5 separate regions of the Mus musculus genome follow, and all the other regions are linked to region 4. Evidence: chromatin contacts called from public Hi-C and HiChIP or PLAC-seq data. All regions are on one chromosome and are shown on one strand. The core of a region is the stretch at or near the end of the contact, and the rest is flanking DNA. Distances in the headings are between cores, read along the strand shown.

Region 1 (5,408 bases), core at 1,440-3,939, 240 kb after region 4:
CTGATTGAGTAGACTGCTTGCTACACAGCAGGGGACCAGAGTTCAGATTCCCAGGGACCGAACACACAAATACAAGCACACACAAGCACACACACATTTTAAAAAATCTGTTCACTTTACATCTCAATATCAGCCCCCCCTTCTCCCAGTACCTCCTCACGTAGATCCTCCCCGCATTCCTCCCTCATTTTCTCCTTTGAGAAGATGGAACCCCCCCCCCCATATCTATCCCCTCCACTATCCTATCCCCAACCTGTCCCATCAAGTCACTACAGGATTAGGCATATCCTTTCCCACTGAGGCCAGACAAGGCAGCCCACAGACAGACAGGCAACAGAGTCAGGGACAGCCTTTCCCCTGCTCTAGTTGTTGGGGGACCCACATGAAGACCAAGCTGCACATCTGCTATATATGTCTGTGTGTTTGGAGCGGGGGCGGGGGGAGTAGGTCCAGCCAATGCTTGCTCTTTGGTTGGTGCTTCAGTCTCTGGGAGCCCCCAAGAGTCCAGGTTACTTGACTCCGTTGTCTTCCTGTGGAGTCCCTGTCCTCTTCCTATTCCCCAATCCTTCTCCCAACTCTTCCATAAGACACCCTGAGCTCTGTCTAATGTCTCGCTGTGGTCTCTGCACATCTTTCCATTGGTTGCTGGGTAGAGCCTCTCAGAGGACAGTTATGTGGTACACTATATATATATATATATATATATATATATATATATATATATATATATATATATATATAAAGGTGAAAAAATTCCTTTGCATGGGAGTCAAATTTCTGAAGGTGTCTATGTGTTGCTGTTACATTGAACACCTCACGGCTACTTTTTACTGGTTAAAGGGGATTAGCTTTAATCATCTTCTGCTGAGAGAAGCGTGGGACCGTTTCTTAGGCAAGTCCAAATTTCTCTAAGACTTACAAACAAAGCTGGGGGGCGTAACTTAGTGGGTGAGCACTTTCCTGGCCTTGCATGAGGCCATCAGTTGAAATCTAGCTTGGGGGAGGGGATCATTTGAAACTAGAAGGTAACATTCTGTCTAAGCATGCATCAAGATGGCTGTGCCTCAAGGAGGAGGGTAGTCATTGGGGGAGGGTGTCTTCTACAAAATGTTCGGTTTGGTGCTCTCGGCATTTCAGTTTGGGTGTTTTTACACAATTGGGTGGAGATGGAGGAAGAAAGGAGGCAATACACTTCTTAGAATCAGTTATAGTCTCATCGAAAGGCAGGCTCACTCAGAGCATGGTCCAAGAACCAGAATCCTGGGGATCTAAACCCTACCAGACTCTTGGGGATCTAATGCTGAAAGTGCAGGGCCTCAGGCCCCAGCCCAGAGCTGCAGGGAAATGACCGCAAGAAAGGACAGGTGACTGCCAGACAGACAGCACCGGTGACCACCCGCACTGCTGGAGTCTGAGAAGAGTGACAGAGCAACCGGTCTCTGCCTCAGCTGCACTTGGGACTTTTTGAAGTTTTGAAAAGTCCCAGGGTGCAGTTCAAGGCCAGACGTTAGATCTGTTTAGCTGGAGCTGGAGCATCGAGGTTCTTGACGGTTTTGCAGATGGTTAGAGTATTTTGGTAAGGCTGAGAGCTGCAGGCTTAGTGCGCTGGCACTTCCAGCTTCTTTGTGCTTCTGGCTGGCACTCAGAAGCCTATGGAGTCCTGGTTAGACTTGAAGCCAATTCCTTATAACAGGTACAGGGTATTTGACAGTGTGCTGAGAAGGAAGCGCTCTGCACTGTGTAGTGGACATTTCCTTCCAAATGTATGTATGTATGCGTTTATATCCCTTTTATGTTGTGCCTTAAATATTTACCATGCACTGTGCAAGACAATCATATCCATTATATCTAAGCATCCCACATGTTCTACTAAGCTGTTTTATCCCTAGGGCCCCACAGCTTGTTACTGGGCATTCTTTTTGGAACTTTATTTGGAAGCTGGAACTGAGAAAAGTTAACGCTGTACTCTCAAGGCAGCCCATCGGAAGGACAGGGTTGCCAGGATGTCGGTCTCATCCTCAGTGCTGGCAATGTGGGCTTGCTCAGCAGGAGTTGACGATCCTTTAACCAGTAACCTTCTGTTACTGAGTTGTTTGATGTAACAGAAGCATGTCTGTTGTCTCCAAAACTAAAGCATCTCCCTGACCTAGCTCGTCTGTGCATGGTAATTGTCCCCGAGAAGAATGCCCAGTAGCCAGCTTTCCTGTCCTTACTTAGCCCACTTCAGAACGGCATCCCCTTTGCCAGCACCGATGCTTCCTTTTGAACAAGTATCACAAGGTGAGCCACAGTGTATGCTTCTGGTACTGTGGTGTGGTGCTTTGCAGTTTAAGACTGCCACCTAGTCCTCAGGTCAACGAGAAGAGGCTGTCTACGGCTCATAAAAACGATGATGAGGGATGAGAATATCAGCCTCCAGACATAGTGGGCAGAACACAAATGCCCAAGCCACTAAAAGAGATACCTTGAAGGCTCTGACAGGTGCCCAATTAACACACACACATCTTGTTCCAAGAACAACAAGCCCGTTCATTCGGCCCTCATGGTAACTCTACACGGACCGTCTTACTGATTTCATTTTACAAATGGGGAAGCTGAGGCTGCTTAAGCTACCTGCAGAAGTTTACTGTTAGTAATTTGTGAACTAAGGATTCTGGGGCCTCAGCCAAATCTAGCCCGACACTGCCACCTATAGGTAAGATGAGGTATCACTGTTTACTAAACCTAACAGGGATACAGACCATTCAAAAGTCAAAGTCCTGACTGGAACCAGATTCTCTGCATTCCCCTCCACGTCACAACACCCGTTTTTCATTTAAGGAAATACCTGTGATTAGTGACCGTGGAGTCGGAGAGTTCTGACCTGTTCTTGTCTCAGGAGGTCAGCGGGCACATTCTCATGTTTTCCCAATAAGTCTTGTCAATTTACTCTGCTCAACCTGAGTCAAGATTTGTGAATATGATTGGAGATTCTAAAGGAGGATACTTTCTAGCTTGGGTGTGCATGAGGAAGCATGTAAGCCAGATGGCCGCAAGGGAAGCATCTTGCGACTGTGATGTCATAGCTAGGGATGAGGACAAGGCCAGAATGAAGGTCTTGCTCAAACTTGTCTGATGTTGAGTCTTCCTTTGGTTTTCGGCTTAGGTACCCCCAAGCCTCCTTTGTTGCTGAATTCCCATTGGGTTTTAAGAAACCAAACTTTCTTAGCCTTTGTGTCTGTTCCACTGTACTGTAAGTCACTTCAGGTGAAGAATTTGTTTTTCAAGCTACGGTGAGTGAAGGTCTCACTGCGGAGCTCTTCCTGCAGAGGAAGAGGCAGAGTTGTCTCTAGGTGAGCACAGTGTTCAGATAACTCTTCCACAGAGCATCCAGATGTCACCATCGGGAGAGGGTAGGTGAGGAAAGATGCTGGTGCTGAGTCAGCCCGGGACCTCTCACCCATTTGCATAACTGCATGAAATCCAGTTTATGTCAAATTCAAGGAAAAACCAGCTTTGTTTCCTGCATGTTTGGTGGAAATGCAGTCATGGCTGGTACTAAGAACAGGAAATCGCATTGAGAAATAAAACATGAGCAAACCGATTGTTCTTACTTTGTGCGAAACCATTCCTCCCATGACTCTTCACAAGAATTCAGGAAATTAGCCGGGCACAGTTGGTACATGCATGCCTGCAATCCCTGTACTTGTGAGCATAAGAATTTGACACCAGCCTAAGCTAGATGGGAAAGCCTGCATTTGTAAGATATAAGATATAAGATAAGATATAAAGACTCAGGAAATCCTGTGTAGTGTGACTCAGTCTTCCATGCTGGCCTTGCTTACCAAGGATGGCAGAATTTGGCTCCCTAGATGTTGGAGTGACACATCCCCCAGAGATAACTATCGTAAGGACCCCCTTTAGGCATGTTTCCTTTTGTGTCCACCAATCCTTCTGCTCACTCCAAGATGCTGGGCTCAAGTCTTCTCACTAGTAGGAAGCCTACAAGTATCAAGTGTCCTTCCATGGGACAGAAAGATGGCTCTGTGGATAAACCCTTTGCCCCACAAATGTGTGGACTGGAGTGCAGGTGCACGTCTTCAGCACCAAGGCAAGTGTAGGTTTCATGTGGTGGCATGCCTGTACTCCAAGGAGACAGAGACATTCCATCTTCTAGCTAGACAAACAAGCAAAATCGGTCTGCTCTGGGTTTAGGAAGAGACCCCATCCCAAGATATAAAGTGAAGAGCAACTGATGGAGACATCTGACGTCACCCTCTGGCTTTTACATGCATGTACATACACCACATGTGAGTTCACATTCCTGCAAGCACATGCCGGAGCATGCACAGCTCAGCTCAGCAGATAAAGGTGGCTGCCACAGAGCCTGATGACCTGAGTTGGAGCTCTGGGACCCATATGGTGAAAGGAGAGAGCTGGCTGGCTCTTCCGAGTTGTTCTTAGACCTCTACAGGTACAGCACATGAGCACACCCCTTCACAGCACACACACAAATATTTAAAAGAAAATATAAGTATTATAGACAAACAGAAACTGGATTATCATATACTTCATGAACAATTCTATTATAATATCACTTATCATGAGAACGAATTTACATATTTGAATATGTATTAGCTATATATTTAGGGAAGAGGAAGGTTGCCAAGTACTTACCAAAACTCTTGCTACCGTGTTTACTGTCTGAAGTATATTGGAAATTAAGAACAGATTTTGTTTAACTTAATAAAGTTAACCTGGAAGAAATAGATTATTTTAAACGACAATTTCCCTTGGTACTTATTTGAGGGAAAAAATTGTTTTGTTCTCCAATTAGTTTATTTGTATCAAGTTGAAATCAATAGTAGACTTGCAGTCAAGGATCTCTGAAGGATCATACCTGAGATTGGATACATAGTGTGCATAAAGAGCAATTAAGAGCATCCCGGGGGAGGGGCCGGTTGTTGAAGCTGGAGTGCTCAGGAGGAGCACGGGAGAGGGACGGGGGGGGGGGGGGGGGGGGGGTAGAGGAAGCTAAGAAAGCAGGATTGCTCCGGATTGGATGTTGTCAGGACGGTGCACTGGTGTTCACAGATCTCTCAATTCTTATCTGAACCAAGGAAGATGAAAGTTTAATGAAACATGTCATCAGAGTCACGGATGAGCAGCCACACTGCCTAATCAGGATGGAGGTGGGCTGTTCATCTCTGTAGCTGAGCACGCACACTTCGCGGGTTCAGACTCGGCTGCGGGTCCTTCCTTGGTCATGATCCATCCTGGTTCTGTCTGATACGAGTGTTTTATGAAACTGTCTGTTTCAGAAGAGAACATGAGCAGCAGCTATCTCTTTCTCAAAATCACATCTTTAAGTGTCCAAACACAGAAAGCAAATGTATTCACTAGGCAAAGATAAGGTCCCCAAAGCCTTA
Region 2 (5,878 bases), core at 1,103-3,602, 160 kb after region 4:
AAATATCTGCTAACCTTTAGAATCTTACTACATTACAAGGCTCTATGTAGGAAGAAAGCTACTTCACAGCTCTTGTATCAGTTCTAGGTGCCACTATCAATATTAGCAAGCAGAAGGGGAGTCAGTATAGACACTTGCATCTTGTTCAGTTCACTGTCTGGCATACATGGAAAGGAAGCCCCATCGATTCTAACTGAGCATAGTAGTTACTGAGAATTTTTGAACTCCTCTTTATACCTGTGACATAGTGGCTCTCATTTCAGCAGGCTCTAAGCAAGGCAGATATTCAACACATGAGATGCTGCTCTGGTTGGTTTTGTTGTCAACTTGACACAACCTAGAGTTACTTGGGAAGTGGGAGCCTCAGCTGAAGATCATCATGATGAGATCTGCCTGTCATAGACTGTCTTGATTGATGTGGCAAAGCACAAACCCCTTGTGGGCAGTGCAATTCCTGAGCAGTTGGGGGCCTGTGCTGTATAAGAAATCTGGCTGAACATGAGCCAGCAAGCAAGCCAATAAGTCTCATTCCTTCATTGTTTCTTGCTCAGGATTCCTGCCTGTCTTCCTTCAATGATGGCCTGTGATCTGAAAGCATAAAATGAAATAAAATCTTTGCTCCCTATGTATCAAAAGATGGCCTAGTCGGCCATCACTGGAAAGAGAGGCCCATTGGACACACAAACTTTATATGCCCCAGAACAGGGGAACGCCAGGGCCAAAAAGGGGGAGTGGGCGGGTAGGGGAGTGGGGGTGGGTGGGTATGGGGGACTTTTGGTATAGCATTGGAAATGTAAATGAGCTAAATACCTAATAAAAAATGGAAAGAAAAAAAAAGACTAAGAGAGCTATATAAAAAAAAAATCTTTGCTCCCCTAAGTTGTTATTAGTCATAGTATTTCATCATATTAACAGAAAGGCAGAGTAAAGCAGATGCTATGACAAAGTCTGGGATATCTAGAAATGTCTTCTAACTGTGTCCCCTCATCCTTTACCCTTATACAGGTGCCTTAGTCTTCAGAGGTTAAAACCAAGTAGACACAACCATGTCTAAGACATCAGAATCAAGAGCAAGCTCTTCCTGGAACTCATCGGCTGGGCCCTTAGCTTCCATCTCACTTTGTCTTGCCCCTCTGACATTGCCCCTGCCTCAGTTTCCAGGCAAACATTGCTCTTGTTTGTGCTTTAACATCACTAGCTACCGGTTCTCCTACCTATCCTCCAGGAAGCTTCTCCCATTTCCTTCCTTGCCCTCTTTTTTACTAGAGGAAAATTTCCTGGGGAAATGGGTCCCATCAGCTGCAAGTGGGGAGTCGGAACCCACCCTGCTATTGAAGCTGTTTTGTTGATGGTTTTGTGGTTAAGATGGTTTCCCACCACAATAGACAATTGAATTTCAGCCTCTTTTCCTTCCAGAGGAACATTTTCAGGAGTTGCTCTCAGATGTTCACCTTCTTCCTTTCTGAAACTACTTTCCTCAGAGTCCCACAGCAGATGTGATTTAAATAATCACTTTGATGAGAAGCTGTTTGTTTCTTGTAAAAGCACAACAAATTCCTGCTTCAATGTCCGACAAAGATTTGTTTGTTACTGGCCAACTCATCCAACAGAGGGGTCTATGGAACTGCCCCTGATACTTAGTGACAGAGGCAATGAGGAGCTGCTCATTGAGTTTGTGTTGTGACGTATGAAAAGTGCCAAATGAGAGCTCTCTAAGAAAAACATTTGTCCCCAGTTGCACATTGCCATACCTGAGACTGCTGCCTCTGAGGGATATTTTGACATTCTGGTTGCTTTAATCAAGTTGAAACCCGCAACACAAATATTAGTATTTAACACTTGGGTAAATACTGAAATTGTTGACTCCAAATCCATTCAAACACTCTTATGCAGCCCTCCAAATCTAATTGTCAGTGACATGATTTCATGAAAGCCTATATTTAGATTTACTAACCTCCTACATACATATACATGTACATATACATATACATACACATATACATAGAGTTTTGAGCTGTCCCATTTTGCAAGGTAGAAATAACATCAAGTATAATAAAGACCCACTTCAGCCATGTGTATGATTTCTTCTCCCCAATTCCCATGACTGGGTGTGCAAATCCACAACATGCTATAACTTATGTATTATGTCTGCGAGATTATGATTTTTTTTCATCATTAGATGGCCATATTGCATGAATCAGGAGTTGGTTGCCTCTGCCAGCCATTGCTGATATCAAATAAAGTTGCTCTGAACGATCCTCATGTTGCTAGGACACGGGACAGTAGGCAATGGCCTACAAGGAAAACAGGATGTGGTATAATGTGACACACTAATTCCCCCTGCTGAATCGGGCCTTTAGTTTTTCTCAGCCGACTTCCTCTTTTCATCTGGCACATGATCTGGTGGTGCCTTACCTCCATTCATGAGATAAAAAGTGCTGTGTCAGCCCTAGACCACAGTGCTAGCTGCTGTTCTTGTACTCTACCCTCACACTTTAACAAATGAAAAGCAGAGAAGTCCCAGTGTTTTGACTCCACTGATCCTCCATTTTGTATCTTTCCTTCCTTATTCCAACTCTGGTTAATCCCAGCCCAAAAGAGAGTAACAACTGCTAACAGCCAACAACAAGGACTTTGTGTCAAGTGCATTTCATGACTTATCCTATTTGATGCTCCCTAAATTTATCTCATCCCGTGTTTGGATAAGGGTTTAGGATTCAGACACATTGATTGATTTGGTCAAAGTTACAACACATGGTGGGTTTGGAACTTAAAGTCAGATTAGTACAGGTACCCAATGCCTTGTCTCTCCTAAGATCCATTTTGCCTCTGGGCAGATTTTTCTCATAAAAGGAGAGGTAGAGATCTGGCTTTCCCACTGGCAAGAGAAGTGTGCCAATGACACCACTGGATACTTTTTATGATCCCATCATTCACTCTGCCTCCACACCAGGCATGTCTCACCATCTTCTATTTTCCTGTATGTCACTCCTTCATTCGTGGGGTATTTTATTTTCTACTTACAAATCTTTATTAAATAACTGAAGATATAGCAACCAGCCTAGCAATGTTTCTTTCAAGGAATATTGGAGGGATGAGGTTATGATTGAGAAGGGATGAAAGGTGCTGTGTGTGTGTGTGTGTGTGTGTGTGTGTGTGCATGTTTGTATATACTGCTCTGAGAGGGACTACAATACAATGACCTTTGGATAAAAATCTAAAAAGTGCAAAGAAGAAATCATGTAGCTTTAGTGAGAGATAATCATTCGGTGGCCTTTGTCATTTGAGGTGCAGGTGAGACGTTGTGGGGACACGGAGCATCCATAGAGAGGATAACTGACAGCATTTCCTGATGACTTCGGTGTGAGGCATAACACATGCTGCAGTGTGCGTGACTGTGAGATTAACCAGGATAAGCAGAAGCATGGGCTTGCTCGCACCCAGACAAGGAAGCCCAAGAAGTCGGGGAAGGTCGGCGATTTTGGTTGTATCAAGGATCGCTTTCAGAACGCCCAATCGAAGGCACAAAGCAAACATTTTCCTACAGGAATGAGTAATTCAGAAGTCTGGGCTGGCATTGTATAAACTAAAATGTCATCTTTATATAGATAGTTTTATAGTCTGAGAATTCAAGTGTGGGTCACTTAGAGAAATGAGAATAGAAGAAGAACATGGCATCTTAATATTCTTCTAGTCTAGCTGGACACCACAAACCCCATGGAGCTTTAAAAATATGTTCACACACCAGAATTCTACCACAAACTTCTCAGGTAAAAAAATAAAATAAAATAATTTTTTTTAAAGAAAGAGGCTCAGGAATCAGTGTAATTGGCTTCCCTAGGTAACTATTTAAAAACTGAAATATTACCACCAACCAAAGAGTACACATGGAGCTATCCATGGCTCCAACTCTATATGTAGCCAGGAAAGGGAATAACATTTGAATAAAGAAAATATCTAATAAAAAATAGGAAAAGAAAGAAAGAAAGAAAGAGAGAGAGAGAGAGAGAGAGAGAGAGAGAAAGAAAGAAAGAAAGAAAGAAAGAAAGAAAGAAAGAAAGAAAGAAAGAAAGAAAGAAAGAAAGATTATACTGGCAGAAGGAATGACAGTCTACCAGGCAGAAACTGAAATATGTTTAAGTCAGTTTTTGTCATGAGAACTTGTCTTAAAATTGAAAAAAAATCCTTTTTTATATAAACAAACCCAAAATATGGTCATTCTTTCTGAGATTAATTCATTAGCTTCCTATGGGTTCTGATTTTATCCATCCTTACCTATACATTTTATATCATTAGCTTACATACTCTTTTATAAATTAAAATATACCAATCTAATTTTTCTCCTTTCTTCCATCCTTCCTCATGGAACACCCTATTTGATTTCTTTCAAATGCATGATGTGTATTAGTTGTTGGTATTGCTGTGTGTGTGTGTGTGTGTGTGTGTATGTATGTATGTTTGTGTATGTGTTTATGTGTGACTATGTATGTGTATACATGTATATGTGTGAGTATGTGTATGTGTGTGTATGTGTGTGTGGGTATGTATATGTGTATGTGTGTGTATGTATGTGTGTATATGTGTGTTCCTAAAAATATAAATACAACCTGTACTTGTATGTATATTTAGGGCTGACTACTTGGTGTCAGATAGCCATTTGAGGATTCTTCCCGAGAGACAACTATTTCTCCTGCTCTCAGGATTCCTTAGTTGCCTGTAGTTCTTTGTCTATGGTTAGGGCCCTATGATGCGTCCTCCTACCATGTTAGAACGTCGATTGGTGTCATCCTTATCTAGCCCCAGCTCATTACATCATCCAAAATAACATCAACTTACACCTGTATCCAGAATTTGCCTTTTCTTAGTCTTTTGATAAGGAGTCTGTTGTTTGTGATCTCTCACCTAGTTATCCCATACTCACTCTCAGCCTCAACCCTATCACCATCTCCTTAAAGGAGACTTCTCAGGATTTTCTGACTAAGTCAACTCTCCTGGAGGTGATCGATGTTGAAATGCACACAGAAAGTTAGGAGCAGAAAGTTTCATAAATGAAATAATATAGAAGTATATAAAAAATCAGAGTGAATTGCATAATATATATAGTCAATATCTCAAAACCTCTTATTTCTATACTTACCAAAGAGACACCATATTTGCATGTTTACCTTGTACTTTCCTCCCCCCTTCTGTGTGTGTGTGTGTGTGTCTGAGTCTCTGTGTGTCTGTGTATGTATATGTGTGTCTGAGTGTGGGTGAGTGGGTGAGGGTGTCTGTATCTGTGTCTGTGTCTGTGTGTCTGTGTTTATATGTAAATGATAGGGGGAGAGAGAGAGAAGAGGAGTGTGTTCGTTAGCTGTTAGCTGTCGCATTGGACTGTAGGTGTCTCAAGAGTAAAAAGCTACTGGCTATCCATTTTATCCCTTAGATCTTTATCAACTGTCTGGACTTCATTTCAGCACTAAAACCCTATCTTGTGAAGAGCAGAGTGTGGGGAGGAGATGCTGGGTACTGTTGATGTGTGATGTGATTTTATGTTGAGTGTAGCTGGGTGGATATCTATTGTTATCATGAGCATAGTCATGTCAGGACACCAATGCCTCAGACCCATGGGAATGGCAAGGCCTTCCCCTGGTCTGAGTACAGACCTTGATGGCATGTGCAGAAATTATCAACCATAGCTTCCTCCTCCCAGATGACTGAAACATGAGCTTGCCCCTCCCATAAAAATCCCCTAAGAAACTTAGCTAATCAACATGACTCCCTAAACATGGACTGAATAAGGACAATGACAAATGACATGATAAAATGGATGGGGGAGAGCACATGAGGCCTCACCCCACATGAAGAACTTCAGGATACTTAAAGTTCTGAGAAGAGG
Region 3 (5,101 bases), core at 2,500-4,999, 200 kb after region 4:
TATTCATATTACATAAAATCAGTATATGTATAATGTTTCCTTTCTTCTTGTTCAAAGTAGCAAAGCCAAATCTAATTTTTAAAAATTAAAAGTGAGTCACCCTGCCAACTGAGGCAGCCTTCTTGGAAATTCTGGTAAAGCCAGAGCAATGGGAAACCCTGGCTGACAGGAGGTTTGGTGTTCATCCTTCATCCTTCATAATCATTTCAGGTTTCCAAATGGACAAGTGAGTCAAGAAAAGCCTACAACATCATTTCACATAAAAGGGAAACAAAATTTAAAAAGACAACTCACACTGTGCACAGTTTTAGACACAGGGTCAATTGTTCTCCCAAATTCATGGCAAGGATAGTGACGAAAACCTTCTTAACCTTTCTCCTTTAACTTGGGGTCCCATATAAGACTTCCAGGTTGGACCTCTCTGCTCTTTAGGGGATAATTCTCCCATTTGGGGAGAATGGAATCCCTCTTTGTGGTTCCTCATCCAGGAAGGCAGACCACTTCCCACAAGCCCTAGTGAAGTTCTAAAAGAAAGAAAAGGTGTCTGGTTCATCCAAGCAGGTGGATGAACCTTCCTCACACTTCCTTTCCCTGTGCGGTGGGAGGTTCGGAAGATAATGGCACTGGAACCTGCAACGTTGGAGAAATGGGAGGGAAGAAGGTAAACACGAAGTAATACACACTCACACAGGAAAACAAGATGCGGAAACACTGTCACGTGCTCAAGAAGAAGGGAAGCAGGTGTTAGAGAGTCAGAAATGGATTAAAATGTCACTTTTTTTTCCCTGGCTTTGACCTATTTGGACTTTAGCAACAGGTACAGAGTTGCTGCTTAAAAGTAATTGGGTGGACAGGATCTTGTTGCTCAGCGTATTTTATTCTGGTACTATTCACGACAACCCTACATTTTGGTATTCATTATTCTTTTTTTTTTTCCCAAGTGAGAAAGCACACTCAGAGGCATGAAACAACTTGAAGAAAGAAGTTTATTCCCCAAATAGGAAGCACAGCTAAGCTTCAACAGGTTTCTCTCTTGTATCTACCAATCTCACAGAGTGCTTGAGCACGGGTCTTTTTCTTTCCCCCAACACACCCACCCGAGAAGATTAAGAAAGCTGAAAGGGATCTCTGTGTGCAGCATGGAGACAGGGGTGTCACATGCAGCAGAAGGGCCAGCCCTGCCTCAAGGTGAGGCCTCAGGCCTCTGGTGTATTCTGGAAAGGCATTTCTGCCCCCTCCTCTTCTGTTTTTCTGTGCAGCTCGGTGTGTAATACACAGAACTCCCTCTATAATGGGGATTTCCCCCAACATTGAGATTCTCCAAAGCTTTTGGGGAATTTGTGCTTATCCTTGAATGCTGTTGAGAAAGTTCTCAATGTCGAGAGAAGGGTGTAGGCTTAAGAAAGGGGAAGGCTAGAGATGACCATAGGCCATCGCCACTGCACCTCACACAGTGGGGTGTGAGCCAACCTAGCCTAACTAATGAGCTCTGTTGAAAAAGAGAGACTCTGCCTCTGAAAATAAGGTGGCTGTCTACTAAGCAAAGACTTCTAAAGTTGACGGTCAACCTCCACATGTACCCAGGCATATGTGCATGCACACACAAATGCACACACAAGATAAACAACATGTATCTCTCACCTCAACCATCTTAAAAGCACATACTTTAGTAAGTGCGCTGGCACTGTCATGGAACCAGCGACCACCACCACCACCACCACCTGTCTCCAGCACTCCTCACACCAACCTCAGAATACATATTATTTTCTTCCCCTGACACAGGAGACTCAACATCTGAGGCTTCAGTTTCTCCCATTTTCAAACTAAGACATCTTTCCAGGCGGATATGATTACTGTAGGGGCTACATAATTTTTGTGAAGTTCTTAGTGCAGTGATAAATTACAGTGCTCATTTTTGTTATCATTATAATTTCCTGGAACCTCCCAATGAGCACCAGCATTCTCCATCATTACTCAACACGATGAGGAGTCCCATCTCTTGGTCTCAGATGCCTTAGTGTGTCTTATTACCCACAGATTCCCTACAGTGTTGTTATTCATTAGGTTTGGAGAGCATGTACTGATGTGTTATATGGCAGAGCAATAGTTTGTAGTAAAAGGCAGACCCAGAGCTAGTGCAGCCATCCTGGTATCCATCACTACTTTGTTCCAATGCCTTCAAGCTGACAGTGCATCTGTACAACCACATCATCAAAGTCTGAATCAGGACAGAGGAGCCTGGCTTCTGATGGAGCCTGGGAGTCAGACACAAGTGCAGTTTTGCCAGAAGAGTGTCCACCTAACATGGCAGACTCAGCGACCTTACACATGTCCTGTCATTGTTGCTTTTGAAGAAGTCTCCATTTTTTATGTTTAGTCGTGTGCAGAAGTGTGTGTGCACATGTTCAGATGTGTAATATACGTGTGTAAGGATGCCTATGGAGGGCAGAAGTAGATATCCAGTCCTCTGAAGCTGTAGTTATAGGCAGTTGTGAGCTGTCCAACATGGTTCCCGGCACCTGAACTCAGGTCCTCTGCAAGAGCAGCGGGAAGTCATCTCTGTGTATCTGTGACCTCACTTCCTAGAGAAACTGGTTGACATATTCTTTCCAGAATAGTGTATTTAGTTTACATATTGAGATTGGGATATCAGGCATGCAATGATGTATGTCTTTGGCATACTGTATTCCTACTCCAAGCAGTATTTGTTATTATCTAATATTTCTTATTTATGGTTTTTTAACTTCTGTGATTATTAACTTCTGTGATTATTAGTCATTTTTCATAATGTCTCCTTATCTGGAGGGGATCTTCATCAGCATAGTGCCACTGTGCTAAAGCTTTCCCTGCATTCTGACTGATCCAGACTCCAGCTTCTTCCCCCTTCCTAGCCACTACTTCTGTCAAGAGACCTTCCTGAGCTGCAGCTCCATCTTGGTCTTCTCTTAGCTTTAGCCTTTGTTCTAATCATTGCCATGGTCTTCAGAACATCACTTATGTTCCTTGCTCAATCAAACATCCTTCTCCACATAGACCTTTTTAATCTCTGCAAGCTCTCCCCGTCCTCTCTTCCTCCCTTTGCCTTGCCAATGTGTGCACATTCTTTCTGAGAGACACTTCTTCCCTTCTTTTAATACTCAATACTGATTCTTTTTAAAATGTCCCGAGACACACGCCTTTCTCAGCACTGCTCAACTTTTTCCACCTGGCTCCGGTAGTCTAAGGTCTGCAAACCATCCCTCAAGCCCAGGATCACTTTGGGCTCTAATGTGCATCAGAAGCAGCTGGCAGGTGCATGGGACACAGTCCAGTCACTGGGCTCTGTTCCTACAATCTGTTACAGAGGTCTAGAGCCCTCCAGAGTCAGCCCTTCTAGCAAGGCCTTAAGTGAACTGATGATCAATGTCCTGGGGCAGACGAGTCTCTGCTTTACCCCCATGTACTCCTTCATAAATGATATGTGGTGGCTCTCCCTGCCTTCTGGATAGCAACAGCTGTGTAGCAGGGTCTCAGTTCATTCCCAAAGTCCTCACATAAGTGCATACAAGGCTCTCCAGTGTCTGGGGGAGTCGTTCAGCTGGAGGGTGCTGGCATAGCATATCTGAGGTCTTGGGTGCTATGCCTGGAGCTGCACTAGGTAAATAAATAATAAATGTAAGTGTCCTGAAGAGAAGAGTTCCCTCCTGAGTTCTCTAGCCCAGAAACTATTGATGGTTAGCTTTCTTCCAAAGGCTCCAATCCCGTCTCAGATTCCTGCAGCATGAATCAGTACCAAGTCCTGTGAAATATCATTTGCTGTCATAACCCAGGAGTCACGGGGTGAACTCTTTGACCGCAAGTGGAATTTCCCAAGGATTTGAGAAATCTCCCTTCTAAGTCCCCTTTCCTTCAGTGAATTTTCCATTGAAGATGTCTCAAGGAGAGCAATTATAAGGCCTTGCTTGCCTAAAGGCAATTTCCACCTCCCTAAAGGTTTCTCATTAGCAATCAGGGGTCACCAAGAAGAGTGAGGAAGAAGAGAGAGGAGGGGAAGGGAGCTCTGTGAACTTTATCTCAGCATTTTGATAAAGCATCTTTTCATTACCATTGTGTTTGGTAGAGCTGTAGAACACAAGGAAGGCAGAATAGAATGTTGAAGAAAAACAAAAATAAGCAATGTCATAGACAGCAAAACCCCCCTTTGAATGTAACCTAATACAAGCTTCTTATGGAAAAAAAAAATCTAGTCTATTAGTTACACTGCTAGTCACATCTACTTCCCACTCTAAGCTACCAAATCTAGGAAAACGATTGTTCAATCCTCTTAAGCATGAAGCCAAAAAACCAAGTCCTGTTTCTCTCAAGTGGTCTAACTTCATCTTCACATGTTGAACTATTATGTATTAAAATGGTCTTGTAAATGTGCTAGTAATTGTATATTAAGGACCAGACAATGGGCTTCGTGGTTAAGCAGATATACTGCTCTTTCTGAGGACCCAAGTTCAGTTCCCAGCACCCATGTCAGGTGGCTCCCAACCACCTAAGACGCCAGCTCCAAGGGATCTGATACTCTTTTCTCAGTTTTGTGGGTACCTACACTCACATGTGCATATACCCAGACAAATAAACATACACACATACATAATTACAAATAAAATTAATCTTTTAAAACCACATAGTAGTGATTTTTAGTAATTTTTACAGTATGCACAAATAAAAGGATTCATTCTGGCCCCATGGTTTTGAAGAACCCTAATAAAAGAAATTTCTAGTGATTTAAGTGATCTTTCACATTAGGAGCTAAATTTTCTTCCCAGTATTAAAAAAAGAGCCATACAACTACCATAGCACACTTACCCATAAGTTTTAATGAATACTGCCTACCTTTATTACAGCTACCCAATTTTAAGTGGTTTTATCCCTTGACTAGCCAAGACACAAATGTCTTAAAACTTGAAGATTACTTCATAAGAAAAACTAAAGCATGATGCTAAGAGGGACTTGCCTCTTGAATGACCAACAACTCAAAGGTGATTTTAAAATACTCATGCCACCGGAGACAAACATGGATAAGATCACAGAGACTTTGTTTAGTTTTTATCTATAAACCCTACCACCTACA
Region 4 (5,158 bases), core at 2,184-4,683:
ATAATCCCAAGTCTTAGCATGTTGCAATAGTCTTTCTTTTTATGTTCTTTCCTATAACCCTATCAATATATAATAAAATCCACCCTAAGTGTAGGCTGTCAGGGCAATGGAATTCAGAATATAGCAGTAATTTGTATTTGGTTACAGCTATATGATATTTCCATGTACCTAAAGTTTAATTACTAAAAATGAATTGTGAATTCCAATTCTGCTATCTTGTTAAAATGCCTCAGTTTTTTTCATATTTAACATACCTTTTCTGCATCAAGAAACCAAACTCTCTAAGTGGAAAAATTAATAGAATTGAGAAGATCATGTCTCTTGGTAGTCTCAAAGCTCAAAGTATCTCCTTTACCTTAGAAAGAAAATTTCCATTCAGTTTTATCTGAATAGATCAATTTAGTCTGGTACAAGTGATCTGACAGGGGGAAAGGGGGGGGGATGGAGTGGATTTTCTAACTAGGGAAGTTCAGGGAAATACACTCAAAACAATGAGGGGGTGGTAAAAGAACAGTACGGGTGTTTGAAACAGTATGGGGCCATTAGGAGTTGTACCAGACCATCAGGCAACCACTGACCTTCATGGTATACCTCAGCATATCAGCCAGGACGGGTCCCACTGAGTCACCTCTCTCTCTCTCTCTCTCTCTCTCTCTCTCTCTCTCTCTTCCTGCTCAGGTCTGGAGGGTATTCCCACAGCGTAGCTCTCCCTGCCTCATGTCAATCTTTACCTCTGCTCTGGAGTTTCCGTGTGTACCTGCCTGTCTGGGAAGCTTACATTAAAACTGACATGCTCAGAGAGCATTCAAACTTGGTGACATTAGAAAAGCACTGCATTTCGGGAAATTAAACCAACTCTCCCTGGAAGTTAGGAGAAACTCCTCATGGTGGTCCCTTACACTGACAAAGTGCTCCGTCTCTCATGTTTTCTAAGCTTTAATTTCATTGCACAGATTGACTTCTGAAGAAGGACCCTGCCACATTACTGCAGTTCCGAATCAACCTCAGTAGGAGGGAAAGCAAGACCTGTTTATAAACACACACACACACACACACACACACACACACACACACAAATAAATAAAAAGTTTAGGAAAAATAATTTAAATGAAAGCTTTAAAAACACTTTTTAAAAATTCCTCAGATTAGCAATGAACCTCAAGCTGTTCCTTGGGGGAAAGAATATGTTAGAGAGGGATTCTCTGACAGAAAAATCCTGCAGAGACTTTGAAAGGCATCAAGTGTGCCTTCTTGACAAAAACAAGGGAGACTCCAGCTAGTAGCTGTTGCTGCAGGAAACATGGTTTCTTAAGCATTCCTGACACCTTCAATACGATGGAAGAATAAAATATTGAGATATATAAAACAAACTTAAGCACGGGATTTTTTTTTTAACAGACGTTTTTATTTTTTGTTATTTGTAAAAATACATGAATAAATAAATGTGTCCACTTCAAGACACGAAAAGGCATGACAAAACAATTGCTAAGCAAGGCACTGTGCCTTACGAGGAAGACATAAAATGTCCAAGGGTTACTCACAACATTACATTGAAATCCAGCATCAAAAATGTTGTACATACAGTTTACAAACACTGAAACCTAAATAACAGCTGTTCTACTCTCCTCGGTGCTTACAAAAAAATGATGTGAACATGCACACTCCTTCCATGAAAGCCATCCGACTGCATCTATTTGTCCCCACCCCCACCCCTTATCCCCAGTCTCTTTCACTGTGTGGGTGGGATGTAGCTAGTTCCCAACTCACCCTCTCCCCAGAAACTAATGAATAAATAGGTTTAAAAATTTATCACCTTCCAACTATATAAGTTAAATAACTTTAATTGAACACATTAAACATTATTAAAATAAACTTTAACATATTAAAATGACCTTTTAAGATATTACAGTGAATTAGCGAATGCATATCTTTAAATATCAAAATAAACATAACAACATCTGGGCAATGGAATTAATAAATAAATAAATACATAGATAAATAAATAAGTGAACTCTCAGACAGCGAGGCACATCAGGTACGATCCAGGCTTCCCGGGTGCTGTTTGTTTTTTTCTTTCTCTTTGGTTCTTCCGTTGAGGGACAGCAGCCCAGGCTCCTCCTTTCCAGGTCAGTTAGCCTTGCCTCTGTGATGAGAAAATGGTTGCTGTTAGTGGGTATCTTAAAGGCGGGTTGCAGAGCCCCCTTCTTTTGACTTCATCCTGGACCTTGGTTTACTCTCCAAACGAAACCATCTCTAGCCTCCACAAGGGACCTGCTACCTATTGCTGGACTTTCCAGCAATAAACACTCTGGGCGCTTTGAAACTAGAATAGTAGAGCTGGCGTTACAATTGTACCAGCTTGAACCTTTCCAAATGATGTTAAGAGTAAAAATGTCAAGGCATGACTTCGCGTACGTTGTAAACAAGAACAATACCTATTGCTTTTTCACTGAACTCAGTCAGGATAAGAGCGAGAGCCTACACCTGAATTTCAAGCCTCTCACTGGAAACCCCAGCTCTTCTTCATCGGGAAGCCTTAGAGGCTCACCTTGACCAAAACCAAGAGTTAGACTTTACAGCCCACAGACATGGAAAGGGCAGGGGTAAAGTATTGAATCTTAATAGATAACAGGCTTTACACCAGCGCTAGTTGGTTCTATCTACTTAATTCTTAGGGACACACAGCGACCATCCATTAAGGAAGGACTTTTACGTGTGTAGATGAAAGGAGCTAGTCGTACCCTTCTATCAATTCAAACTGATGCTCACAGGACAAAGTTAACAATGAAAATAATAATTCAGGTTCCTGAACTGAAGTTAACCTTGATTTTCCCTGCTATAATTTTCAGAAATCGGGTGCCAGTCAGGTGTAAGCACAAATCGCGACTCACTTGTTCAGTATCTTTTGGATGATTTTCTGAACCAGGGGGGCTTCAGGGTCAAGGCAAACTTTTTGACCGCCCTTGAGAGTGGCTCTGCAGAGAGATGTGGGGATCATTATAAGGCACGAGGTTTCTTTAGGGTGAGCATGGGGCGGCAGGAGGGTCTGGGCAACTCTGGCCATGGCAGAGGCTATCCAGGGAGACACTCACATGACTTCTGTCTGGGCGCAGTGGGGTCCTGGGGGCGTCACACTCAAGCTCTGGATGTTCTTGAAGTCAACCCTTGGCAGGGTCTTCAGGCATTGACAGCGCAGTTCACTGGCCACAACAGCCCCTGTAGGAGAAGACACTGGGTCAGAAGGGCTGGGGATGGCTGCGCCCACCTGAGGCTTCCCCAGAAACATCAGCCTCGAATCCGAATCCCACCTGTAGCCTGGTGGTTGGTGGCCAGCAGCAGCAGCAGGACCAGTGCAGCACTGAGGAGCCGGCAGGTGGGAGGGGCCATGGCGCTAGGCTGAAGTGTGGCTGGAGTCTGGAGTGCCCGAGGAAGCTTGTTGGAGGCACTGAGGCGCAGTCTGGGGCTCTGAGGTCCCGAGAGCTCCTTTTATGCACGATGTCTGGAAAAGCCCGGGGACCAGGGAAATTCCCTGAGCTCAGGGTCCCCTCATCAGGAAGCACAGAGCCCCGCCCCTAAGCTGAGTGGGTTGGGGACACGCGCGCGTGAGCTGCCTGCCTCATTCTACTGCCCTGCCCTTCCACTATGGGACCCTGGGATGTCCTTCCCCAAATCCTCAAAAGGAAGGAAGTGATGTCTGCGCTGAAGTGACCACCTGCTAGAGGACAGTGGTTACTGAGCTATGTCATCAGTGGAGACCTAACAGTTTGGGGAACTTTAGTCATTAGGACTGAAGAAATTAAGGTGTGTGTGTGTTCAAGCGTGAACGCGCGGGGGATGGGGGATTGCTTCTCTATTAGTTACATACTCATAGATAGTACTAGATGAAGATTTATTTACGTCTGCGTAAGTACACCGTTGAAATTTAGTCATCTCAGGCTGTACACAAGAGTGCATTGTTCCTGCGGTGTACTGAGCACGAGTAAATCACATTTTGTGTCATATCCTTCTACCCGACTTGGGGCCGTGGGGGGGGGGGGGGGAGATGTGTCAAAAGCTTAATTCATGTTTAACCTAGGACAAAGTGTTGTAATCTCATATAACTTCCTCTGTGAAATTCTGGAACTTCCGAGGCTCTTCCAGTGTGCTGGTGAGCACCACATCAGCTGTAAGAGATTTTCATGAATTCAAGAAACAGAGACTTGGTGGTCTCTCGGCGGTCTCCAGCTGCAGGAGGCAAGGGCTCTCCTGGGGACAGTCTACTCGCCAGTCAGTGCTGACACCTAGAGGAGGTAGCGCCCTTCACATGTCCGCTTCACAACAAACGTGTACCTGTATCTGTGAAATATTTAGATGCCAGATTTCAATCTCTCTCTCTCTCTCTCTCTCTCTCTCTCTCTCTCTCTCTCTCTCTCTCTCTCTCTCTCTCTCCCTTTGTTATCGAGGCAAATCTAGCCCCCCCCACACACACACTGTATACATCCATTCTTGTCCCAGTGATTTGATTTCTCCACTAGAGGATCATATTGAGCTTTCACTGATTGTGACAAACTATTGTAGCCCTCAGTTCTAGCCTTTGTCTTTCACTAGCTCATTTTTCTCACCCTGGGTTTTATTTCTTGGTCATCTAGAACACAAGTTGTAGATAGTTGTGGGTCTGAGTGCAGCTCTCTGAGAGCCATGTGGTCGTTTTACAGAGAAGCGTGTGAGAGGCAGGAGGATATTCAAAGCTGCCAGAGAGGAAATGCTGTGCCACTAGATACTGGGACATAGACACCCACCTGTGACCAATGTGCTAGCTTCTTATCTTTGAAATGCACCCAAATAACTGTCTCAAAATGTTCAGATGAATAAATGTTAATGTTTCTAAAAACTCACTGTATAAATGCTAAGGTAAAAAAAAAAAAACACAAAAACAAAATTTGTTTTTGCCTCCATATTACTAAAACAAGACTCACCTAAGAGTTAAAGCCACACACTCACACACACAAACACAAATAATTCTTGAAAAGCAAAACAATTTCCTATTCGTTTTTGCCCCCCACCCCCACCCCTTAGGAGATAATTTGGAGCAGGGATTGATGGCAAACACATTTAACCCTAGCCCTCGGCAGATAGAGGCGCCCAGATCTCTGTGAGCTCCAGGCGATGGGGGCTGTAT
Region 5 (5,232 bases), core at 967-3,466, 210 kb after region 4:
CATAGTGGCATAAATAATACCTTCCTTTAAAAACCCAGAATGCTGGCAGTATCCTGACCTAAAATCTAGAAAACATAGTGCAGGTTTAAAAAAAAAAAGACTGAACATAAAAGCAACCAAGGTGGAGGGTTTGCAGGCTGTTTTATCAGAGGCAGGGAGTTATCTCTACAATAAAACTACGTTCAGGCTCCCCAACCATTGGAATATCCTCCCTGATTCCCCAAGTCCTTCTTTGTTTTCTATATAATGACTTTAATTAACATTTTATATAAAATTCTAATTTCATATAACTCCTAAAGAAAACATGATAAGGTAAAAGTTTGAAATTTTTGGTACTGATTTTAAGTAAATTTCCACTTTGGCTTTAGAGTACTGTTTTCTCAGTGACTGCCTTTCCAGCATGTCTCATCCAGTCCAGCTCAGTATCTGCCATGAGAGTGGTGACCACAGGGAGAAACTGGAATGCCTGGCCCCAAGTGCACAGAATCCTTGAGGGATTTAAGTAAGGAATGCCACAGATAACAAAGGAGATTGCACTCACCACATTCTCGAACAGCAAGTGGGGCATCACCCCCAGTGAAAATTGTCTCAGTGTTTCGTAGGACAACTAAAAGTCTTCACCATAAGGCAGGTCATGTTTCTTGCAATCTATTCTGCAACTAAAAATTTAATTCTAGGAAAGCATTAATTCTAAAATTTTAATTAAAATTTAATTAAAAATTAATTCTAAATCATTTAATTCAAGGAGTCCCAGTATCTAAGCCCATGTTTAACATATATAGAGAGCTACAGAAAATCATCAACTATTTTTAGAATTGAATACATGTTAATAACATTAGTATAACAATAATAAATCAGGTATAGTTAAGAGTGGCCCACAGTGGACATTAGGGCCTTAGCCAGCCCCAACAATACATTATGACTGAATAAACTCAAAGCTTACCATATACTCATTGGAACAAAGAGGAGAGAGTTGAATGGAGAGAGTTGATTGTTTTTTAGGTGTTGTCCTTTCTCACTCAGAGCCATTACATAGCCCCTCTGTCACAGCCCACAGACTTCGACTGTGGATTAGGGCTTGGTGTGAACGCCAAAAACGAGGTGGGAGCAGTAAAAGCAGTCTCCAGGCCAGTCACTCAGAACTGCTTTTTGGAAAGTGGATGCTACACCAACCCAGGACATTCAGAAAGGAATGGCCACTTTCATGGGGAGTAAATTCTACATCTTTCACACCTCATTTCTCTCACCATGGCTTGTATCCAGAGTCTAGTTAAAGTAATCTTTGGACAATAACTATCTGCCAAGAAGCATCCTGGGTGGGGAAAAATGGTCTGACCGAACATTAACTGGGACAATGGAGCTGCCCAGAGAGAACGATGCAAGTGGCAGGGTAGCTATCTATTCCACTCCACGTATTCATGCAGTACAGGAACGGAACTCCAGGTACCTGGTGGCCAGATATGGGCTCCTGTAGGAAAATGGGACTCTAGTTGTACTCTTGCAAAATGCTTCTCTATGGGCGTTTTATTTTAGTGAAACTTATGTCTGAAGTATAAATGGCTAGCACCTTCTCACTTTAGTGTTTTTATTGGTTGAAAGGCAAGGGGGTTTTGTGTTTTTTGGTTTTTGGTATTTTTGTTTGTTGTTTTTTGTTTTTTTGTTTTTGTTTTTGTTTTTGTTTTGGTTTGTTTGTTTGTTTGTTCTTTCCTATATGGAAGCTTGGCTAAAAACAATTGACCAGCCCTCACGTAACAGACCCTTTGTTCCCAGGATTAGGTGGTCTTTAGATGAAACCTGGTCACTTGAGACAGAGGATACGTAATATTAGCTGAACATCATCAGTGACAGTGCCTGGCGCGTCCTCACCCTGGCTGTAGGTCCTGACTTCCTGCCTCATGCCTCAGACCTTGGTCCTTCTGTGAAATGAATTCCCATCGGCACTGCTTCACATGATGACTAGAAGCCAGACTACAACACAGAGTAATACTATCCTTGTGTTTGTCACAAAGGAAACCAGGAAATGTTTGGCACTAAGAAGTAGCCTTCGAGAATCATTTCCCATGTTGCATTTGCATTGACTGAACATGGCCCTGACTTTCCAGAGAAGGGAAAGAGTGTGACCAGTACCTAGTGACATCCCATTGACCTCTGCAGCCAGGGTCAGGCTGTTTGTCCTCTTGCCCCATCCCTACTCCTCATAGCTGCCTGCCAACAGCAAAGCTGACCTGCCGATAATTGTGTTTAGCATCATGTGTGCTGCGGGTGAGCAGCCTGTGTTGTGCAACCAAAACTCACTTAGCAAATATTTCAGTTTGTTGAGTCATGAGCCTGACAAGTAGCTGCAACCCATGAAGTAGCATTTCCTGAGTCCAAGCATGAGAGAGGGAAGTGCGGCTAAGCCTTTGTTCAGCATGGTGCTTTCTGCACGTCCACCTGAGACCACAGCTTCATACTAAAACAGTTTTCTCTCTACTCGATTCAACATCAGTTCCCGTTAATCCAAGCAAAGCTCAGACCTTCAGGACTATAACCCAAGAAACACAATGAACAGTAACGGGTGCCTTCTCCTGCTCTGGGAAAGTGGCCCACCAGGAAGTGACAAGTGCCCTTAGCCTGCCAATTCATGAGCAATTGGATGCCTCTTACATGGTAGTACAAGCTGAGAAAAGAATTTCCTGCTATTGACTTACCAATACCTTGGGAATTTTTCAGGGAAGAAATACAAGTTTATTCTTTGCGTTAATAAGGCAAAAAGTATTTCATAAAATTCTTCAACTGAAATGTCTTAATACACAGGGTAGGGTGGGTTTCTGGACCATAACACCATGGCTCAGCCTCACGACTAAGCTTTGTATCCCTCAAAGAGCCAAGACAAACATGGTAACGATTCTTCATTTTTCCTGGTCATGCCTCATTTTCTACATTATTACCATTTCATGGTGGCCTTCTATACCATATGATGAGCCCCCATGGTAGAAGAAACTGCTTCAAATGACCCCTGGACACCCAGTGTGAGTACTGGGAACCGAACTTGCATCTTCTGAAAGAACAAAATGTGTTCTTAACCATTTCCCGGCCTCTAAATTTCTTTTAATTATCACTTTGGTTAGCATACGAGGAACTGAGTTTTACTAGGACATTTTCATATACATATTCCTATTTTTGGTTACTTGCCCCCCTATATTGCTCTCTTCCTCCCATCTTTCTCTCTCTTTCCTCCCCACAAATAGTTCCTTCTTTTGCTTTCTGCAGGCACATAAATTCTTATCTGGTCTTCATTTCTAACTCTCTTCTGGCCAAGTCACATGTAGATAAAGAAAAAAGGGGAGCCATGCTGCTGGAAACTGGCTGCCTGCACAGTAGTCAGAATGTCTACCTTGACTGACAGCATTATTGGGTTAAAACATGCCTGCCCCTCCCCTTCCACTCCACCACCCCCCCCCCTCAAGCTTTATGAAGTTAATCCTAAAAGGAAAAAGAAAGATCTTTAAAAGCAGAATTGATGAAGTTTGCTTTGGAATATTGATGCTGAGCTGCCTAACTACAGGAGGAGAGAAAGCTGTACAGGCCACTTGAGATGGGCCAGGAAGCTCCTCGGGGGAGGGGTCATTGAGAGCCCGGTCTACACCCCCCCCCATAGTGAAAAAGAGCAGAGTCCACTTTAACCCCATGTGCACAGTAGAGCTACCTTTTCAAAAGCAGGCAATTTGGGAAGATTTCCAGAAAAAGAAAGCCACAGAGAGTGGCTGCAGAGGAAGACCTCATGTTGGCCTGGCATTGCAGGACCTTCCTGAAGCTCTCCTGCAGTGGATCCTTACTTTTTTTTCTTTAAATATGAGCTTCGATCACATAAAGAGCAAAACTACATTTGTAAAGTTTATTATAACTATGAACTGATGTACAAACACCACCAGACTAAGTGAGAAGTAACATAACACTACGAGTCCCTCCCATCCCACTCGTCTGGTAGACATGACTGTTTTCAGTAATCATTCCCGTCCTTCTTCACATCTTTACCTTCTATGTGTGCATTCCGAAACAACAGAACGCATTTTGTGGGCTCGGTTCTTCATGTAAGAGGAATGGCACTGTTTGCGTGGCTGTGCCCGGGTTTGTTCACGCTGGGGTATGTTTGTGTGATTCACCCAGGACACTCATGCAGCTGTAATTGACTTGTTTCCTTTTCCATTAGTGGCTAAGAGTGGGCACTGTAAAGCCGGACTGAACACAGAAGAGACAGCATTGGATACCAATAGAGGGATGTGCTGGGATGATCATTTACATTCTATGTACGGAAGGCAAATGAACTGCGCTAAGTTTGTTTTAAGCCCTAGGTTTAAGTTCCAGATCTGTCACCACTCAGCTGTGAAACCTTACACTGATTATTCCATCTCTCTGTGCTTTAATGGTCTTCACCTGGAGGTATTGTTGAGGCATGGTGTGAGTTAAGGTGGTTTTACGTGGACCTCCTGGAGAAACGGTCTGTGAGCTTACAGTCTCTATGCTTAGTACTTATTCGAAAATGGGTGCTAGAACAACAGCTGAAAAGCACTGGGACCAAGAGATGGGGGCCAGAGGAAGACGGAGAACGGCAAAACACATCAAGGAGGCGGCAGCAGACACCATGAGGAGCGCTGGCTCTGCAAGAGCCATCCCAAGTTGCCTCAAATTCCTGGAACTTATACCTTTACAGCAGCCGTTCTGGGGGTATGCGCTGTCTCAGAAAGAGGCTGGAGCCTCAAGCAAAGCAGCTTTTGTAGGCAAAAGCTTTTTGAGGCTTCTTCAGAAAGCGTTCATCTATGGACTGCCAACATCAATGCTTCACCAAGATGAATTAGCGTCACTATTCTGAATGGGAAGTTTGGACCAGCTACCACAAATTTAGAGCGGTTTAATTTGTTTTCTTGAATATAGAATTGTACCTGATTGCCCCAGTACTTTTCTCTATTGGCGTGCTATGCTGTCTTTTTTGTGTTAACTATTAGCACAAAATTCCTTCAGTAAGCTCCTTTTAAAAATTCCAATTTTCAGGTCAATTACTTAATTAAAACAGATTTCTAATAACTTATGTGTAGATAGACAATGGAAGAGAGACAAAGGGGGAAGTCTCGACTGTCAACAGTGTCTGTGATGCCCTTTAGTCTTTCTCTCTGCCTTTCCTGTGTATAAAATGACCTCTCCTGTCATAACCCTGCGAGACATGTCATAACCATGCAGCCTTCAAGACTAAAT

What was found. Hi-C and Micro-C count contacts between places; a contact is called where the count stands out from the background. HiChIP or PLAC-seq counts read pairs in DNA pulled down with a chosen protein or histone mark.
Region 1: a contact with region 4 is called in a Hi-C map of bone marrow-derived macrophages, with 14 times the contacts expected there. The contact joins the enhancer-like site here to the promoter of Cxcl2 in region 4. A contact is called at or near these places in 29 of 39 promoter capture datasets (the 3T3-L1 cell line, 3T3-L1-derived adipocytes, the C10 cell line and 18 more), 11 of 15 datasets of contacts at CTCF or cohesin (CD8 T cells, the G1E-ER4 cell line, the NIH/3T3 cell line and 6 more), 255 of 484 Hi-C or Micro-C datasets (the 3T3-L1 cell line, 3T3-L1-derived adipocytes, the 4T1 cell line and 134 more), 37 of 115 datasets of contacts at active chromatin or transcription factors (the HPC-7 cell line, the NIH/3T3 cell line, PVALB interneurons and 28 more) and 7 of 9 other capture datasets (adipose tissue, bone marrow-derived macrophages, embryonic stem cells and 4 more).
Region 2: a contact with region 4 is called in a Hi-C map of bone marrow-derived macrophages, with 21 read pairs. The contact joins the enhancer-like site here to the promoter of Cxcl2 in region 4. A contact is called at or near these places in 7 of 39 promoter capture datasets (3T3-L1-derived adipocytes, the SN4741 cell line, embryonic stem cells and 3 more), 1 of 15 datasets of contacts at CTCF or cohesin (the NIH/3T3 cell line), 2 of 484 Hi-C or Micro-C datasets (the 3T3-L1 cell line and bone marrow-derived macrophages), 5 of 115 datasets of contacts at active chromatin or transcription factors (fibro-adipogenic progenitors, heart atrium, microglia and 2 more) and 4 of 9 other capture datasets (adipose tissue, bone marrow-derived macrophages, liver and 1 more).
Region 3: a contact with region 4 is called in an HNF4G HiChIP or PLAC-seq map of pancreatic cancer cells. The contact joins the enhancer-like site here to the promoter of Cxcl2 in region 4. A contact is called at or near these places in 9 of 39 promoter capture datasets (the C10 cell line, embryonic stem cells, epiblast stem cells and 5 more), 8 of 484 Hi-C or Micro-C datasets (the HPC-5 cell line, bone marrow-derived dendritic cells, bone marrow-derived macrophages and 4 more), 7 of 115 datasets of contacts at active chromatin or transcription factors (the HPC-7 cell line, bone marrow-derived dendritic cells, cardiomyocytes and 4 more) and 4 of 9 other capture datasets (adipose tissue, bone marrow-derived macrophages, liver and 1 more).
Region 5: a contact with region 4 is called in a Hi-C map of neutrophils, with 4 times the contacts expected there. The contact joins the enhancer-like site here to the promoter of Cxcl2 in region 4. A contact is called at or near these places in 16 of 39 promoter capture datasets (the C10 cell line, the HPC-7 cell line, the SN4741 cell line and 11 more), 15 of 484 Hi-C or Micro-C datasets (the HPC-5 cell line, bone marrow-derived macrophages, embryonic fibroblasts and 9 more), 13 of 115 datasets of contacts at active chromatin or transcription factors (the HPC-7 cell line, bone marrow-derived dendritic cells, craniofacial prominence and 10 more) and 5 of 9 other capture datasets (adipose tissue, bone marrow-derived macrophages, embryonic stem cells and 2 more).

Annotation. Positions count from the first base shown.
Region 1 is chr5:90,658,897-90,664,304 of GRCm38.p6, reverse strand. No RefSeq gene overlaps it. Among named protein-coding and RNA genes, the nearest start is that of Rassf6, 21 kb to the right of the region's middle. Within about 2 kb of position 2,689, at least 24 of the 459 cell types and tissues checked have an H3K27ac peak or open chromatin away from gene starts, as enhancers often do. A contact at or near this core is called in the Ba/F3 cell line, ECoMG myeloid progenitors, ECoMG-derived neutrophils and 4 more, where this site is marked.
Region 2 is chr5:90,738,720-90,744,597 of GRCm38.p6, reverse strand. No RefSeq gene overlaps it. Among named protein-coding and RNA genes, the nearest start is that of Cxcl5, 18 kb to the left of the region's middle. Within about 2 kb of position 2,352, at least 38 of the 459 cell types and tissues checked have an H3K27ac peak or open chromatin away from gene starts, as enhancers often do. A contact at or near this core is called in bone marrow-derived macrophages, microglia and pancreatic cancer cells, where this site is marked.
Region 3 is chr5:90,705,224-90,710,324 of GRCm38.p6, reverse strand. No RefSeq gene overlaps it. Among named protein-coding and RNA genes, the nearest start is that of Gm36084, 7.2 kb to the left of the region's middle. Within about 2 kb of position 3,749, at least 45 of the 459 cell types and tissues checked have an H3K27ac peak or open chromatin away from gene starts, as enhancers often do. A contact at or near this core is called in embryonic fibroblasts and pancreatic cancer cells, where this site is marked.
Region 4 is chr5:90,902,174-90,907,331 of GRCm38.p6, reverse strand. It overlaps Cxcl2 (chemokine (C-X-C motif) ligand 2), which reads right to left and starts at 3,433. Exons shown (of 4, transcript NM_009140.2): 1 at 3,309-3,433; 2 at 3,093-3,216; 3 at 2,892-2,975; 4 at 1,394-2,143. The coding sequence starts at 3,387. The coding sequence ends at 2,128.
Region 5 is chr5:90,686,970-90,692,201 of GRCm38.p6, reverse strand. No RefSeq gene overlaps it. Among named protein-coding and RNA genes, the nearest start is that of Gm36084, 25 kb to the left of the region's middle. Within about 2 kb of position 2,216, at least 118 of the 459 cell types and tissues checked have an H3K27ac peak or open chromatin away from gene starts, as enhancers often do. A contact at or near this core is called in the HPC-5 cell line, the HPC-7 cell line, the SN4741 cell line and 9 more, where this site is marked.